2 separate regions of the Dromaius novaehollandiae genome follow, and region 2 is linked to region 1. Evidence: chromatin contacts called from public Hi-C data. All regions are on one chromosome and are shown on one strand. The core of a region is the stretch at or near the end of the contact, and the rest is flanking DNA. Distances in the headings are between cores, read along the strand shown. Region 1 overlaps CACNA1E (calcium voltage-gated channel subunit alpha1 E). Region 2 holds the start of RGSL1 (regulator of G protein signaling like 1).

Region 1 (4,397 bases), core at 873-3,372:
ACAACTAAAACCTGCTTCCCAAGTGTTGTTCTTCCATCCCAGGAAAGATGTCTTTACAGGATTTTTATCCCATTGACTTTAAAGATGCTGAGATCGGATGTTGGGCTCCTGGGTCTCTGTGACTAAAAGCAGCAGCATTCAGGACTACTGGTGCGTTTTATGCCATTATGCAGCAAATTACACTTTAAATTAAAAGTGGTTTAAAGCTTTCCTTCTGCTGCTGCTTTGTGCCACTGGCACAGCTGTTTCATGTGGATGACCTGAAGGAGTTTGGGGTGGTGGCACTTGCTATAAATTATGCATCCAAATTTTAGTTTGGTATGCAATTTACTGGCTTTCTCTAGTCTTTCAGCTGCCTAATTTCTCTGTGCGTACACGATGCTGCTGGCCTTGAGAGGTCAGCTCCTCAGGCTTGCCTGGGTGACGTGTCCGGGACCTTATCCAAGAAGATGCTGCGTCTCAGTCGTTAGCACTGAGAAAGGCAAGTCCTGAACGCGGTGGGCAGTCCTGGGGGTGAGCGGGGCGGGGGAAGTACCGATCCCGAAAAAAGTGCTGGTGAACTGACGGCAGAAAGGAAATACTTGTCCTGGGCTGGACTGGGCAGCGCTAATCCTCCAGGGAGGAGATGGGGTCGGCATGGTTTTGGTGGTGGCGAGTGCGTTGTGCCGCCTCGGAGCAGAGACAGAGAGCAGGGCCCTGTGTCCACAGGCCAGGGATGCTTTTGGGTTTGCTTCAGCTGAGGATGTGTCCAGAAAAGGCTTCTCTGGCTTGTCCCTTCTGCAGGTTTGTCCCAATAGCTGTGTCAGCTTTGGGTGCGGAAGAAGCCGCGGCCTCCGCTTGGCTGCAGCTGTGCTGGCAAAACCGCCCCATGCGGTGCCAGGAGGAGGATGAGGGTCCAGCCCCGCTGCCGAGAGCAGTACCCTCCTCTGGAGATACTGTCCTCGAGCTGCTCAGACCTGCTCCACCAGTGTCCCAGCTTCACTGGCCACCCACGAGCCACGTCGAATCAGGGGCCCTGGACACCTGCCTCCCAGCTGTGGAGGCAGCTGACCTGGCAGGCTTGCCTCTTCCCCTTTGTAAGTGGGGAATGTGGGTTTTTTTTTTCTTCCCTAATCCTGCAGGTAATAAATTTGTTCCTGGAAAAAACTTCTCTTCCTGCACAGTTATAAACATGCTTCTGAGTCAGAGTTACCCAGTCCCCTTTTGAAATTTGGCCAGAGCACTGTAGATGATTCTTGTTTGATCCTATTTTTTCCAATATAGCTAAAGCATTATTTAAAAAAAAAAAAAAAAAAAAAAGGCAGGATGCCAAAAGCCACTTTCTAATATGAGTGCAGCCCATCGGTGAGGCTAGGCATATCATCACTCACCAAAGCAGAGCCTGCCCCAGCTCCCCAGGCCCTCTGGGCTCCAAAACGTGTCTGTGTGGGCTGTGTTAGCACTCTGTCCCCTGCGTGAGACTGAGGAGGGGTCACGCTGCAGCCTTTAGCCTCTAAACCTGCTGAGCAAACTAGGGCTGAGCAGAGGATGCACCTAATGACCTGTGCTAATGATAGCACCCATCCTTTGGGGAGCTTCTCAGGCTGTTTCTCCCCTTTGGTCCCCACTGAGGTTGTACCCAGCAAGCAAGTGGGAGAGTTGAGGTGGTTTAGGGGCCCTGTCAGCTGGGTGCAGCAGCAGGGTGACTGCCTTGTGTGATGGGCTTCCTGCATGCAAGAAAAAAGCCAGGCAAAGGACTGCAATAGATGCACAAAGGACTGCAGTAGCTACATGGTGGCTTTGTGTGACTTGGGTCCATCGAGCCTCTTTCAAAACAGCTCAAAGCCTATGGGAAGGGCAGGCAGGGAGTTTGGATGAAATTACCCTGATTCCAGCTAGGGAAAGCAAGTTTCTGTGACTGAGGGTTGGCTGTCTGCAGCAGCAGGAAAGCACTGCATGCTTTTGGCCCCAGCCAAATGCGCCGATGTGGGGCTGGCGTGGGGCGGAGACCCCTGCGCTGCGCTGGTAGCGCGCGGCCCTTCGGACTGCAGTGAAACGCATCCGGCCGCTAGATGGCAGCCCCGGCACGGTGAGAGGCGCGTTCAGAGGCGTGCCAGCCCGTGCGGAGTTAGGGGGAGGTGGCAAGGACCGCCCCTTGCCCCGTGCAGCTGTGAGGATGCAGGAAAGCCCCGGGGCTGCGAAGAGCGCGGAGGGTTTAACGTGGCGGGACGCGTGCGGCTTTGTGGTCTGCTGGGGCTTGGAGCAAATCTCATCTCCCTGACGCCGGTTTCTCTGGCTGCGTTGCTGGAAAGGCTGCGGTGATGCTTGAAGCGCCCTGGTGTTGCAGCTGCTGGTGACAACTCTGGGGCCAGGCCCTGCTCTGGGAAGTGGTAGCCTGTTTATATTGCTGCCAGGGGTGTGGGGTGGCCTCACTGTATGGGGTATTGGCATGGCTGGGGAGAAAAAGCAAGGGGGGGGACCTGCATTCCTGTATTGCACTGCTCCAGCCCAGCAGGAGATGAGGAATTAGCCCTCCGCTGTAAAAGACAGATCCATCCAAGCTCCTTCCTGTCCCAACACCCCCAACTGCCCTGTTGTCTTGGATTTCCTTTGTTCACAAGAAAACATAGCTGGCGCTGAATTTCTTTGCCGTGTTGAATCATGTAAGCATCAGCCACGCTTCTCCCTGACTCACTAATCCCGGTGTGCTGGGGTGAGGGTCAGGATGAGCATGGCAATAAACATCCTGGGAAATAGAGCCTGCATCTCTTGGCATAGCTGGGCCTTTTCTGCTTTCAATCTTCTCTCACGGAGCCGCACTCTCATAAATATCCCATCCTTTAACACTGGCTGAGCCGGGGAGATGCTCTCAGCCGGGTCAGCCTGTGCTGTGCTTGCAGCAGTGAATATAAACCAGAAAAGAGAGCAAACCTCTGCTGGGAGCGGGGAATACCCCGCCGGCCCAGAAGTGGAGGCATCCAGGTAAGATGCACATCCTCGTTTCGAGCAGGGAGGAGAAAGGCTGTGTCTTCCTTGCCCGACCTCGGCCCCTTGCGCCTCTCCCGCAGTGGGAGCCTGCCACGGTGCCCCAAGCTGGGCGGCAAGGATGGTGGCCAGAGCCTGAGCGGTGATGCTGGGGCAGATGTTTGGCCATGGGTGCAGGTGAACAGTGCAGCCCTGGTGGGACTTGGAAAAGGCTTGGAGGGCTGCGGCAAATTTCCAGAGCCGGGGCTGAGCTGGGAGCTTTGCTGGGCTGAGGAATCATGCCTGGAGACCTGCCAGGCTCCAGGCTTAATTACCAGGGGCTTAGTGGGTGGAAAGGTAGGAATGTGGGGCTGCTGGGGAAGAGGAGGCAAGGGGAAGGCTCTGCAAATCGTAATTGAGTCGTGCAGGGCAGCATCCTTCCTGGGATGAATCCATGGGGCTGTAATTACCTGGTGGCTGGCACATCCTCTCCACCACCCATCGTTAGCAGAACGAAAGCCCCAAACGAGGCTGGAGCGTGCTGTGGGCCCCGTCCCGCCTCGGTGGCGGTCTGTCCAGCTGCGTGGGTGCTCGGAGCTGCGGCCGTGCAGCGCGGTGGCTGTGCTTGCTGAGAAGCCCCACTGACCCGAATGGTGTTCAAAGTTTGTGTTTTTGGACCTGGGTCCCCCGATCTCCACCACGCAGGGATCTGCTTCATGGCTCGTGCTGGTGTAGCTGATGGGATTTATTGAGCCCCCTGGTTATAGCCTTATCTGCTATAGGGCTTTGCAAAGGAGCAAAGGTGACGAGCGACCCTGCAGACAGGCATCTCAGAGCTGGTGGGCTCTTGGTGTCTGGCTGAGTTTGGAGGGAATCATCCCACCACCTTTCTACACCTACCCCTCTGTTATCCTCCTGAAAAGAGCCTGATCCTTCATGCTCCTTACCCAGCTGGTCCGAGGGCTCCAAGCAATGTCCAGAAAGCTAAGAAGCGAGCCCAGCCTGCTGCTTAGAGTACAGTCAGACTGCATGGGGAAATGGCTCTTGCCCAGATGGGTTACTATTTACATGGTTAAGGGCTTGGTTTCTTGAGTAGCCTTATGTGTTGGGGGCCGCTGCCCAGCGGCTGTGGGGCCCAGGGCTGAGCAGCAGCTGCTGTGCTTGCAGGCAAGCTGCTGCGGTTGAGGCGGGCCAGGCGGGAGCGTTGCCCTTCATCGCCTGTGGCCTGGCACCGTGGGGCACGTGGGGCGTCTTCTGAGGCCGGCTGGAGCTGCGAGTGGTCCTGCCCTAAGGAAAGGGCAGGCAGCGAGGGCCGTGGGGCCTGGAGAGCTCGTTGGCGACTGGGTTGAACGGACAGGCCTGGAGCTCGGGGGCGTGCGGGTGGGGGCCCCCCGCTTGTTGGGTATGGGGGACCTGGGCTGCCTCTCTGGGAGCTGCGAGCCCTCTGTCGTGTC
Region 2 (4,397 bases), core at 871-3,370, 270 kb after region 1:
TTGGCACCTCTTTTCCCAGGGGGCAGCAATGCCCTGGGCAGGGGGGATGTTGGCTTCCCCTCGTCGCGCGGGGGCTCTTCCCCAGCTCCGCAGGGACCCCTGAGCCCAGCACCGTTTCGGGGGTTGGCTCGTGTGCCCTCCAGCCACAGCTGGCCACCACCAGGTCTTCACCCCAACAACATGCTGGCACAAAACACCTCTTAAATCAAAATGAATTATTTCCTTTTAAACAGAGCTACCCCATGGGGAGAAGGGCTGGTCCATTGTGTTCCCACGGGTGAGCTCCTAGAAGGCCTGATGCACCTGAAATGTCCCCTGCTTCTAGCAAGGGCACAGCTGGGAAGGAGGAGAGAAAAGCGTCTCTTTTCTCCCAGGCGTTCCCAAGTTCAGATATGCTGTTTTCACACCCGTCTGTCAAAGCACACGGGGCTGCAAGGTCTCCTGCAAAGCTTGACCCACTCACTCTCAAGCAAGTCTGGATGTCCTGACCGTGCATCGCCTCTGTCTCTGCCACCGCCAGCTCCCCACCGCGGCCAGGCAGTGCAGCCTGCGGTCCCCCCTTGCGTGTGTCTGCGCACGGCCAGCTCAGCGTGCCTACTGCTGCCAGGAGCTGGGTTTGGGCACAGCCAAGGGGCTGACGGGGCTGGAGGAACTGGAGACATGGCCCCCTATAGCCACGGCCGGCGAGATTTGGGAAATTAGCCTAATGCCCCAGCAAGAAGAGCGAAGTGCTTAATTAACAAGTTGCCCCGTTAACAACCAGACGCCAGAGTCACCAAACGAGGCCAAGGATAGGGAGCTCGCCGCCCGGCAGAGGAAACATCTGTGCCGTGAGGACTGACCTTGCGCGAGCAGCAGTGGCCGAGGGCTGCCGGAGCCTGATGAAACCCCCCAAGGCAGGGAGGTGATACCCGCTCGCCCGATAAGCGAGCAAACATTGCAGGCTCCGCAGCAGGCCCATGCTCCCTTTGAAGATGCTGCCAGGGTCAAGGGTAGCCGCAGGCTGGTCACCAGAGGGCTTTCAAAGGCAGAGCAGGCTGACGATTACCTGAGCTGCAAAGAAGGGCAATTTGGGAAAGCAAATTAATGAATAAAAATGTGCAGACGCACATGCTGAAGGAAGGGCCTTCTTCAATAAGGGTAAATGAGGCGTTTAGGGGAAGATGGGCCTTGGAAATGCAAGACCCCAGCAGCCAGGAAGGCCTGGTGCAGAAACCTCTCTTTCCACCCCTTTCTTACCCCAATGGCGGCCCCATATACATTGTGTGCTTGCTGGCACGCTGGTGGCCGTCACTGTGCCCAGCTGCCTGCCAGTGCCTGGGACAGAGAGGGACCACGGGGCCCCTGCACACCTTGCTCTGCACCCTCGTGCGAGATGTGGCCTTGCCGCATGGCCATGCTGGTCCCTTCCCATGCACGGGGCCTCCTCATCTCCCTGCACCCATCCCGTGGCCAGGAGCTCTTTGCAGAGGGGGCAGTGCAGCAGCCAGCTCAGGGCCCGTCCCAGAGCAACCCCACAGCCCAAACCTACCTTTTGCAGGCTCTGCCTGGCATGCGTGTAGACCTTTTGCAGGAGCACAGCGTCCTCAGTAAGCAGGGGACAGTGCTGAGGAGCAGCACATGCTCTCCTTCAGAAGCGTCCAGGGGAAGCTGGAAGATGAGAACGTTAGTGGCAGGCGAGATCAGGGATTTGAGACCTAGAAATTGCTTGGCTCTGTTTGCTCTGTACAAGGGTGGAGAATATTCCAGGGACTGCTAAGCGCATGTCTTTCCCTTGCAGTTGGCAATTGGTCACACTCTGCATTGGCAATTTTTTTCTTCTTTCTTATTAGTATTATTCATGCTGCTAAATGTGTTCACAGTTAGGTCAGGGCCTTATTAACTGTGGCTGGCAGATTAACTTCAACCTAAATACACTTCACAGCTTAGTAAGTAAGGGTGCAGAAATCCTCAGCGCTCTGCCTGAATGGGCTTAGTGGTAGGATCAGGATCTGGCCTTATAAATTAACACAGGTAATTGCTATGTACCTTGTCCGTGGCTGAGTAAGGCCCCCACCCTGCCACCACACACGCTTAACCCAGACTTGTGAAGTCAGACCCAGCCACACACATGCGGTTACATGAGCGACTTCAGTTTACTGGAGAAGAAACAAGCCAATGCAGAGCTTGTGCAGGGACTGTCGGATGTGAAGGATCAGATCCCAGCCTTCACGGTAAATGCCAGGCGAGGAAACTACAGAAACACGGGAATAGGATCACAAATACTTCTAACTAACGTGGGGTAAGGAAGTCCCAGAGGTGTCCTCGCTGAGCCAAACAAGTCTTACATGCCCAGCAGACCAAGCATTAAAATTACTTAAAAAAATCGTAACATATTCAAGAAAGAAATCGATCGTTAAAACTGAACTACCATACCTAAGACCTCACACAATTACAGTTTGAGGTGTTATGGGCACTGAAAGGATCCCACCCATTTTTGACAACACACATGCTGTCACATTACTCGTTGCAGACTTTGAGGTGACTTAAATTACTTGTATGAGAACTCCCTGGGGGTGCATGGGAATAAAACCAGGCTCACTCTGTATACACGATCCTTGTACCAAACAAACGCGAGGTTTTACAGCCTGGCCATTGCAGAGGATGGATGAAACGGGCCAGGGCCGGCACAGGAGGGATGGGGGACAGCCCAGCCTGAGTACCACCAGGGAGCACATCCCGCAGAGGAGAGGGAAAAGGGGAGCAGGCGGCTCCTGGCTTTCCCCGAGCCCTGCACGAGCACCAGTGGGACGTGACGGCAGGCATGAGCTCAGGGGACAGGCAGCCCCACTGCCGGCTGCCCCTCGGCCAGGCACCGCAGCCCGGCCGGCCAAGGCCCCTCTGACCCCACGTTCGGGCAGCCTTGGACTTCGTCTCTGCGGTGAGCCACGCCAGGTTGTATTGGGCAAGGATGCGAATACTGAATGAGTCCCTTTCGCAACCCTGCCGGAGCAAGGAGGGTCAGCTACGAGGCAGCTGCTGGTGCCCCGACAGAGGTGCCCAGGGCTGCTGCAGGTGGGCTGCTCCAGCACAGGGGGGCAGGGCAAATAGTTTGGGCTCAGTCAGAAGGGGAACGAAGCCCGTCTGACGTGCGTGGTGTTGCAATGCTGTCCTTATCTGTTTGTACAAAGAGTCTGGCCACTCTGAGCTCCTCTCTGAGCCACCTGCTAAATCTGGTCTTTGCCTCACATGCCCGCCTCCTTTTTAAAATAGTCGTCTCCTTTGTGGAAGCTAAAACCATCTCTTGTGCCTCTGCCGAAAGGTTTCCCGGAGAGCAGCTGCCTTTTTGCCCAGCGTAACGCAGTGCTGAGATAAGCCACAGCAAACAAAAAAGCTAAAAATGCAGAAAGAACAGAAACAGGGAGCTGGGAAAGGGGCAGTGCTGCAAGGAGGGGAGAGGAAAGTGCTGCTGGCCTTTCCAAAGGGGGTCTGTCCTTGCGCTAGAGCTGGCCAGGGAGCGCCGAGGCTGGACTACAGCCCCGACAGCTAGCACCCTGCAAGAAGACAATCTGAGCACTCGCTGCGAGTGCAGGAGGCTCCAGCCCATGCCAGGCTAGGTCCTGCCAGGAGGCCTCAGCTTGAGAAGAGATCTTATGGAAATGGCCCCATGCATTTCCATGGTAACCACATCTACCTTTTCCAGAGCACAACCTGGATACTCTTCCAGCAGAAATCGGCACAGTCTCCCTAAAGCCAACCCAGAGCCGGACTGGGATCAGTGGAGCTACACCGGTTTCTGAGGATCTCATTCAGATTTGTTCAGTTGCTCATGCTCACAGCTACTCCACGCCAGGGTCTCGCATAACTCTTTCCCACTGCTTTACCAGGTACCGCTGTACTCTGTGCTCACCCAAAGGAAAACATCCCTGAGGAGAAGCTAAAAAGCCTTGCTGTCCTTTTGGGCACGAAGTGGATGTACACACCACTCCGTAAGGAGGTTTTAACAGCTTGAATTGCTGCAGCGCAGCTGGTACCTTTCTGTGTGATGGGACCCTGACCTCACCAGAGCACACGCGTTTGCAGCGGCAGGACAGGCGTGAGCTCTAACATGCATCCCTGAGTCTGTCCTATCCCTCCCAGCCTGGTATGGCAACACGACTGTCCACCTTGGACAGTGTAGCAGAACGATGTGCAGAGAAATGAGCTCACTCAGGGTCACAGAGCAAGTCAGCGCCAGGAGCCCGGGGCCATGGCTCAGGGCTCCTGACATCAGCCCCGTGATGAATCCACGAGACGCACTGTTGTCTACACCACTGTCCACCCTGGGATGACTGTAAAACCAGAGGCTGCTCCTCATTTCTCACTCAGGGGGATGAGGCAGGATTATCCGCCCTGGAAAGAAGTTGTCCCTGTATTAA

The links. A called contact is a pair of places that touch in the nucleus more often than the background predicts.
Region 2: a Hi-C map of brain shows a contact between it and region 1, with 5 times the contacts expected there. The contact joins the promoter of RGSL1 here to the enhancer-like site in region 1. A contact is called at or near these places in 2 of 4 Hi-C or Micro-C datasets (brain and ovary).

Annotation. Positions count from the first base shown.
Region 1 is chr8:10,980,714-10,985,110 of bDroNov1.hap1, forward strand. All of the region lies in intron 2 of CACNA1E (calcium voltage-gated channel subunit alpha1 E), which reads left to right. Among named protein-coding and RNA genes, the nearest start is that of CACNA1E, 49 kb to the left of the region's middle. Within about 2 kb of position 2,123, at least 1 of the 2 cell types and tissues checked has open chromatin away from gene starts, as enhancers often do.
Region 2 is chr8:11,251,343-11,255,739 of bDroNov1.hap1, forward strand. RGSL1 (regulator of G protein signaling like 1) reads left to right here and starts at 2,121. Exons shown (of 23, transcript XM_064516399.1): 1 at 2,121-2,213; 2 at 3,896-3,968. The coding sequence starts at 2,121.